Regions from separate parts of the Mus musculus genome. Here region 1 is linked to region 2. A link is a contact called in public promoter capture Hi-C data. All regions are on one chromosome and are shown on one strand. The core of a region is the stretch at or near the end of the contact, and the rest is flanking DNA. Distances in the headings are between cores, read along the strand shown.

Region 1 (3,323 bases), core at 749-3,248, 210 kb after region 2:
TGCTCACAGAAGACTGAGCCCAGCACTCTCTGGGATGACTCACAACCACCTGTAACCCCAGCTCTGGGGGATCTGATGCCACTGGCCCTTGCCAGCACCTGCACACACAAACACACAATTAAAAAGGAGGAAAGCAAGGGCACGATGGCCCAGCCAGTCATGGTTAGTGGCCTGCCTCCAAGCCTGATAACCAGAAGTTCAATCCCAGGACCCACGGAGGAGCAGGAGACAACCAATTCTGGCAAGTTGTCCTCTGACTCCCACACACGCTGTGTGGCGTGCACATATGAACACACACACACACAATAAGTAAATAAATAAATAGATTAATTAATTAATCAATTAAAGTTAAGACTAGGACTAATGGTTATCTTCTGCTCATAGCCCCAAGCTGCTCTTGAAGGCTGAGTAGGAGTTCCCCCAAGTGAACAAAGCGGGTGGAAACCATGGACAAGGTGTGGAGTAGTGGCAGGAAAGAGGCAGGTGTGTTGAAGCATGTAAACGGGGAATAGAAATTGGCTGTGAAAGCACAGCTTGCCGAGGGCATCAACCACCATGGCAGGACGTTAGTGATAGAGGGTCGTCAGGGTTCCAATAAGTCATGATCAACACTCTTTGTATGGCTCCAACAAGCCTACAGGTGCCACCTCCTACCCAGGATTCAGACGGAAGGGACAAAGAGTAGCTCTCATGGTGCACAGGTCATTGACTCTGACATCTGACACTTCTTACCTTACACACCGAAGACTGGGCCAAGGGCTCCGAGAGTGTACGGAAGGGGGCAGAAGCCCCAGACCAGTCATTGATGACTTTTTCCAGAGCAGCCCGGGCCCTTCCCAGTGGTGTTCGCCCTGTGAGCCCGGGATCTGGTCATTTGGGCTTTTCCAGGGCAAAAGGGAGAGGTGGAGAAGGAAAGGCCTACCCAGGGGTCTGCCCAGCAGACCAGGTGCCTCTTCGTGCCAGGCAGAGCGCGGTTGCACCTCCCCCAGCAGACATGCAGGCTGCTAATGCTCATCCTCCTGCCACCTCTTGCACACCTGCATCCTAGCCTGGGCGACAGCCCTCCCTGCACGCCTTCTTCAGCAGCAGCTGCCTCCCAACCCGGGGCCCCAGCACTGGAATCCCAAGCCGACCCCACCCCCTTCTTCCACCTGACTGCAGGTCAGCTATTCCAACTCACCCATCCCGGTCCACCCCAACCCCCACCCTGCACCAGGCTGATAGTGGTTCTGAGACCCACACAACCTGGGGACGACCGTGCTCCTTGCCCTGTCCCTTTCTGTGTTCCGCTGGAAGCAGCTGCCTAGACGGAATGGTCGGAGTGCAGTGCCCTGTGTTAGTTAGACTGCACCTAAACTGCCGAAACCAAGTTCCGCTGCTTGACTGTGCGCCTCACCTGCCCTGGCTCCCTGGGGACTGATATCTGCCTTTCTGTGCTTGTTTCTGTATGTAAAGAGGTCGGTGTTGGACTCGGTGAAGCCCCCGACAAACTGACGTGAAAAGACGCAGGATGCCCTGGGTCCCAGTTCTCGGTGCAGAGGTTCAGGCCCCTTCCCAGTTCCACCTGCCCCCACAGTCCCTGTCACCCGCCCGTGTGCCTCCACCTCCCCTCCCCATCCGCTCGCAGATTCTTTCCAGATGTGCGCAGCGGGAGGAGCCCGAAGGCAGGGACTGAATATCGAGTAAAAAAAGGGTCCCCTGCCCCTTGCTCCGGATCCCGCAGGGGGGCCGCCACCCCATATGGAGGTGTGCCTAACCGTGCCCCTTGCGCGGGGTCCGCCCGACAGGGTGGGATACGGCGATCCTCCCCTATCGCGGCTGTGGCAGTGGGAGCACGGCGGGATGTCAGAGAGAGCTGCCCGGGCGCAGCCGGTGGCCCGTGGTCCCTCGGCTCACCGGCTGCCCGCGTCCTACCTGCCGCTGCGCGCCGCGCCGTGGGCGGAACAGGCTCGCGGGTGTCCGCTGCGCTCCGCGGGCGCCGGCTCCTGTCATTCAAGTCGAGCCGTGGGCGCAGCGAGCCAAGTTTTGTTGTGGGTTCTCTCTCCCCGCCTCTCCCCCGGCCCCCGCCCCGCGTGCATCTGCCGGACGCCGGCCTCTCCCGACACAGGCGCAGGGTCCCGCTGGGCGCCGAGAGGGAGGGCCGAGCCCACGGCGCCGGGCTTGGCGGGGGGCCCACTTCCCGGGAGCTCGCGCCGCCGCCCCGGCCGGCCGCAGCACCACGCCCCCAACACCGGGTGCCTCCAGCGCACCACCTCCGCCTGCCAGCCTGCGGGCTGGGACCGCACCCAGGCAGGCCCCCCGCACCTGAGGAGAACCGAGAGGGCTCCTTCCTTCCAGTTCCTCCGCGCTCAGCTTCTTCCTCAAGGAGTTTGCAACCTTCCCGGGCACAAGTACCTTCCCTGTTCCCTCTCCCACCCTAGGGTCCGGAGCATGGCTAATGCTGCGTCAGCCAAGACCCTTCTGGACCCCTTCCTGTCAAAATTCCTCCTTCTCCTCCCCACCATCCACCCTCACTCCACTGGCCCTGGGCCCACAACTTGGTGAACCTTGAAGGAGAGTTAAACTGGACCGGAGTCTTCAAGCACACAGGTTCTAGTCGCGGAGAAAGCAAGGGACTGAGCAGGGAGCACTCCATATTGCTCCCAGGAGCTGAAAATGGTTCCAAGCACAGGCACATTAAGTACTAGCAGCTGAAGCAACACTGTTTGGCGCCAAGGGCTTCGTGGTGGAAAGGCGGGTGAGACTGGGTTTGGGTGCTACTTGGCACCTCTGCTGTGAAACAAACCTGTCTTCTACGTGCTGTGGCCTTTGGGCAGGACCTACTTGGCTCTCGGAGAGGGATAAAGATAATAAATCAAATGTGGAACCACTTGGCCACCTAAACTGCCGAGACCCTAAAGGGCTCTGGTTAAAGTGGCTGCAGACCTTTCCCTCCTGTGCTGCCAGGCAGTCAGTTTATATCTCCATGCATTAGTCTCTAGTCCTTACAGCCCTGCAAAGGAAGATTATTTCCCCATCTAATAAGTAAGGATGTGGCCTGTGCTTGGCTGCGTAACTAACATCATCATTCGGAGCTGGGGTTCTGGCCCATCTACCCATTGCAAAAGTCGTCTGTGATGCAAACAGGCAGGTAGGTAGGGATAGAGCCTGTGTTTGAACCCACAGCCATCTGTTTCCATTACCCATCACTGAAGAACTTAACACGAATGGGAAAGGGAAATATTTTGCCTTCTTTGGCCTCAAATTCCAATCTTCTCTGAGCTCAAACTTGAAAGTTGGTATGATTCACAAGATTGGACAGGGCCCAACAGAGATGCATCTTG
Region 2 (3,490 bases), core at 954-3,453:
AATGTTACAGTGTAATCTTTCCTCAGCTTGAGTTGTAGCAGCAGATGGCCCTTGCCTGCTTCTTGGCAAGGTAAGGGGTGGGGCCCCTGTTAGGTGCATCCCCTCACCCTAAGTCCTGCTGCCTCCCTTGGCCTATGGCTGGGCCATGCCTGAGACATTTGGAACAAATCCAGGTCTTGGGTGCCTAGGATTTTTTTTTAATTAATTAGAGCATTAAATGGTAGCCCAATGGGAGAATCCCACCATCTGGCTGTCACAGGAGAGGCAGGCAAATCTCTGCATATTTGTCTGTAGTGTGTGAGCATCACAGGAAGCCACCTGTGCGTGTGTGGGTATGCAGCCCGTGTGCTGCAGTGTGTACACAGTGTGGCTTGGTGTGTGTGGGGCACACATGCGAGTATAAGCGGCTGAGTGTATCTCTGCGCATGCATGCTCATCTGCATGTGTGTGCACTGCCATGCCCGAGGACCTCCATGTCTATTTCAACATACTTCCCTGTGTGTGGTCTAGGTCCAGGCCTGGCTGGAGAGCAACATGAGACAGGCTGGGCTGTGTGCCCAGCGGCCTCTTGAGCCTTCCTGGCAGAGGTAGTGATCACAGACTGTCTGGGCAGAAGGCAAGATGGAGCTAGGTTTGGCAGGTATGCACTGGCATTGGGAAGGAGGCAGGAATCCTTGTGCTGTGTTTGACAGATGGGGAAACCCAGGCCGATCCAAGCACAGAGCCAGGATGGAGGGACAGGACTGGAGCCCAGTCTCTGGACTCCCTGTAGTGGTTTTATCTGTTCCCCCAGGCTATTGCCCTGTCCGGTAATTTATGCCTTAGGCATCTTTTATGCTGTTAGAGTTTCACGGTGGCTCAGAGAGGCTCTTGAAAGAGTACTCCTCTTTATTTCACAGGACTGACCAGGATCAAGCTCTGAATTCCCACTGTAGCCCCTTCCTTAGAGGAAGTACCCTGAGCTGCTGGAGAGCACTGGACCTAGTAGGTCTACTCATTCGTTGTGTGATGTAGGCCATCTTGTCCCTCTCTGAACTTCAGGAGAGCTGTAAGAACTAAGTAATGACTGGACAGGTTGCTCGTTAGAAGAGTGCTAACCTAGCATGCGCGAGGCCCAGGGTTCAATCCCTAGCACTGCATGATATCAGGCATGATAGCAAAAGTAGGAGGAGGGTCAGAAGTTCATGACCGTCCTTGGCTACACAGTGAGCTTAAGGCCAGCCTGAGCGACAGAGTGATCTACTACCCTGTCTCCAAAATAAATGGATAGATGATAGATAGATAGTGTCGTTCAGTTTTAGAGCATGCGTGAGGCCTTAGGTTCATTTCTCAGCACCAAGTCAAGCGAGGATCTATATGTAATAGGCTTTGTATACCTTAAGGAGCAGTGTGGTGGCCATCACTCCATGGTCAGGGCCAAGTCTCACATTCCTCATCTAAGAGTACATTATATATACCAGGCAAGTAGCCTGCATGAGGTCACATAGGGGCAGAGGCAGGATTTAAGCTCTGGGACCTCTAACCTGCTCCTGGCAGGAGGAAGACCACAGCAGGCAGTAGACGAGACTCTCCCAAACGTCCATGCCCAGAGGAACTGGCTACTTGGAGGGGAGTGAATTTGTTCTGTAGTGCAAGCAATGATTGCATGATAGGTGGCTTCACCTCCATGCAAGCCATAGAGGGGTGGTTTACTGGGGAGCAGGCTGGCTCAAGGCAGTTGGTATCTTTAGCTTGTATAAGGAGCGAGAGTTGTGAGATGTGGTCCAGAGGCCTGTGAGCAGGGAGGCTGCCCCCGCCGCTTCCCCTCCCCCCTCCCCCTCCCCCAGAAGTCTTCCCTAACTTCAGAGTTCACCAGTACCTGGCAGGTGCCTGGCACACAGTAAGCACCCCCCTTCTGCTCCTGATTCTCTTGGCTTCCAGCAGTACAGACCTGAGACTCTCCTACGAGTAGGATGAGTGAAACTGGTCCTTGTGTGAGTTAGGTCTGGTTCTTCCTCCCAGCCCCGTGCTCTCAGAAATAAGATCCAGACTCAAAGTATAAATTGGCCATATAGCTAGGCTCTTCTCTGACTAGATCATAACTGTAATAATCCATTCTGCCACATGGCTGCTTACCTGGGCTCAGGCACCAAGTGTCCCCCTCGTCACATCTTCCCCTGTGAATCTTCCCGTGCCTGGCTCTATCCCAGAATTCTTTCTGCCTCCCGGATGTCCCACCTTCTCTTCTACCCTTTCCTATAGGCCATAGGTTTTTAAATTGACAGGTGATGCATCCATGCAATACACCAGATGTTCTCTCTGCAGCCCCTCCCGTATGCTACACCTAGCACTGAAGGTGCCGTAGAGGGAAGGACAAGGGGAGGCCTAGCAGCCTCTGCACCCAGCCCTCCCTGAGTGAACCTGGGGATCCCTCTACCCTAAGCACTTGCCAAGCAGATCAGTGGCTGCACGTGGGCTTGCCTCTCCTCTCCCACCCCCGCTTTGGCATCGCTGTCTCCAAGGTAACGGGGAATTTTCCCTCCCTCTCATCATTAGGGTGCCAGGGCAAACAAACAGCCCTAATCCAGATGAGCCTTGGGCCACAATCACACTCTTCTGGGGTTTTCTTTTTATTTCTAGCGATTTTGAGAAGCTTGGAGTAATTGGTATTCCGCACAGGTTAACAGGGGCACTGCCTCCGCAGTATTATGCCTTAATTTTCTTTATCACATAGCAAGTTGGAATGAATCACCCCGCTCCTGCCTTTTTCCCACCGAAACCTATTACCAGCCTGTCTGCTGGTTAAAGTCATTTCGTGGCAGCGCTTGGCTTCTTGCCACTGCCCTGGGAATCTTTCTGACCAGAGCCAAAGAACAAGGAGGGTGAAGAATCCATTTGTACAAAGCGGGGGTCTCCCGTTGAGAACTTACTTCCCTCCCTGTTCAGAAGGGACAGCTTTCAGCCTCTTGCCTGCGCAGACTGGCCATATGTCAGCGGTGGGAACGGGATTCCTGGGCCTGCGGTGGGGGAGGGGTGGCCATGCCTACTGCTCCTGGCACCTGGGTTAGATCCCATGACGAGAGTTTCTGGGCTTCTGCAGCTTGCTTGTGAGAGTCTTTGATGGCCGAGTGTCCCACGTTCTGACCCAGAGGGCCTGAGCAGTCTAGCTTGGGGTTTTGAGACTCTAAAATGTTTATTTTGGAACATGGAGAGTTGAATCTGTGGTTCTGTGGCTCCTTTTTGATTCTGAGATAGATAGAAAGATAGATGGATGGATGGATAAATGGATGGATTATAGATACATACATACATACATACATACATACATACATGCATACTGTGCTTACACAGGGTCTATCATTGAATGTTAAATACATTTGGCTAGGCTGGCTGGCCAGTAAGCTCTTGGGTTCTATTGTCTTCCCTTACCCTCCTAGGGTTATACGTGGCTTGTTTTTTTAATATGTGTTCTAGGGGAGCAGAATCAGGCCGTTCTGCTTACGCAGCAGGC

Evidence for each region. Promoter capture Hi-C pulls out the DNA fragments that hold promoters and counts their contacts.
Region 1: a contact with region 2 is called in a promoter capture Hi-C map of stem cell-derived epiblast-like cells, with 2.2 times the contacts expected there. The contact joins the promoter of Podn here to the promoter of Lrp8os2 in region 2. A contact is called at or near these places in 1 of 39 promoter capture datasets (stem cell-derived epiblast-like cells) and 2 of 9 other capture datasets (adipose tissue and liver).

Annotation. Positions count from the first base shown.
Region 1 is chr4:108,029,956-108,033,278 of GRCm38.p6, forward strand. Podn (podocan) reads right to left here and starts at 1,999. Exons shown (of 13, transcript NM_172874.4): 1 at 1,915-1,999; 2 at 1-98.
Region 2 is chr4:107,820,819-107,824,308 of GRCm38.p6, forward strand. It overlaps Lrp8os2 (low density lipoprotein receptor-related protein 8, apolipoprotein e receptor, opposite strand 2), which reads right to left and starts at 2,204. Exons shown (of 2, transcript NR_151515.1): 1 at 2,116-2,204. All of the region lies in intron 2 of Lrp8 (low density lipoprotein receptor-related protein 8, apolipoprotein e receptor), which reads left to right.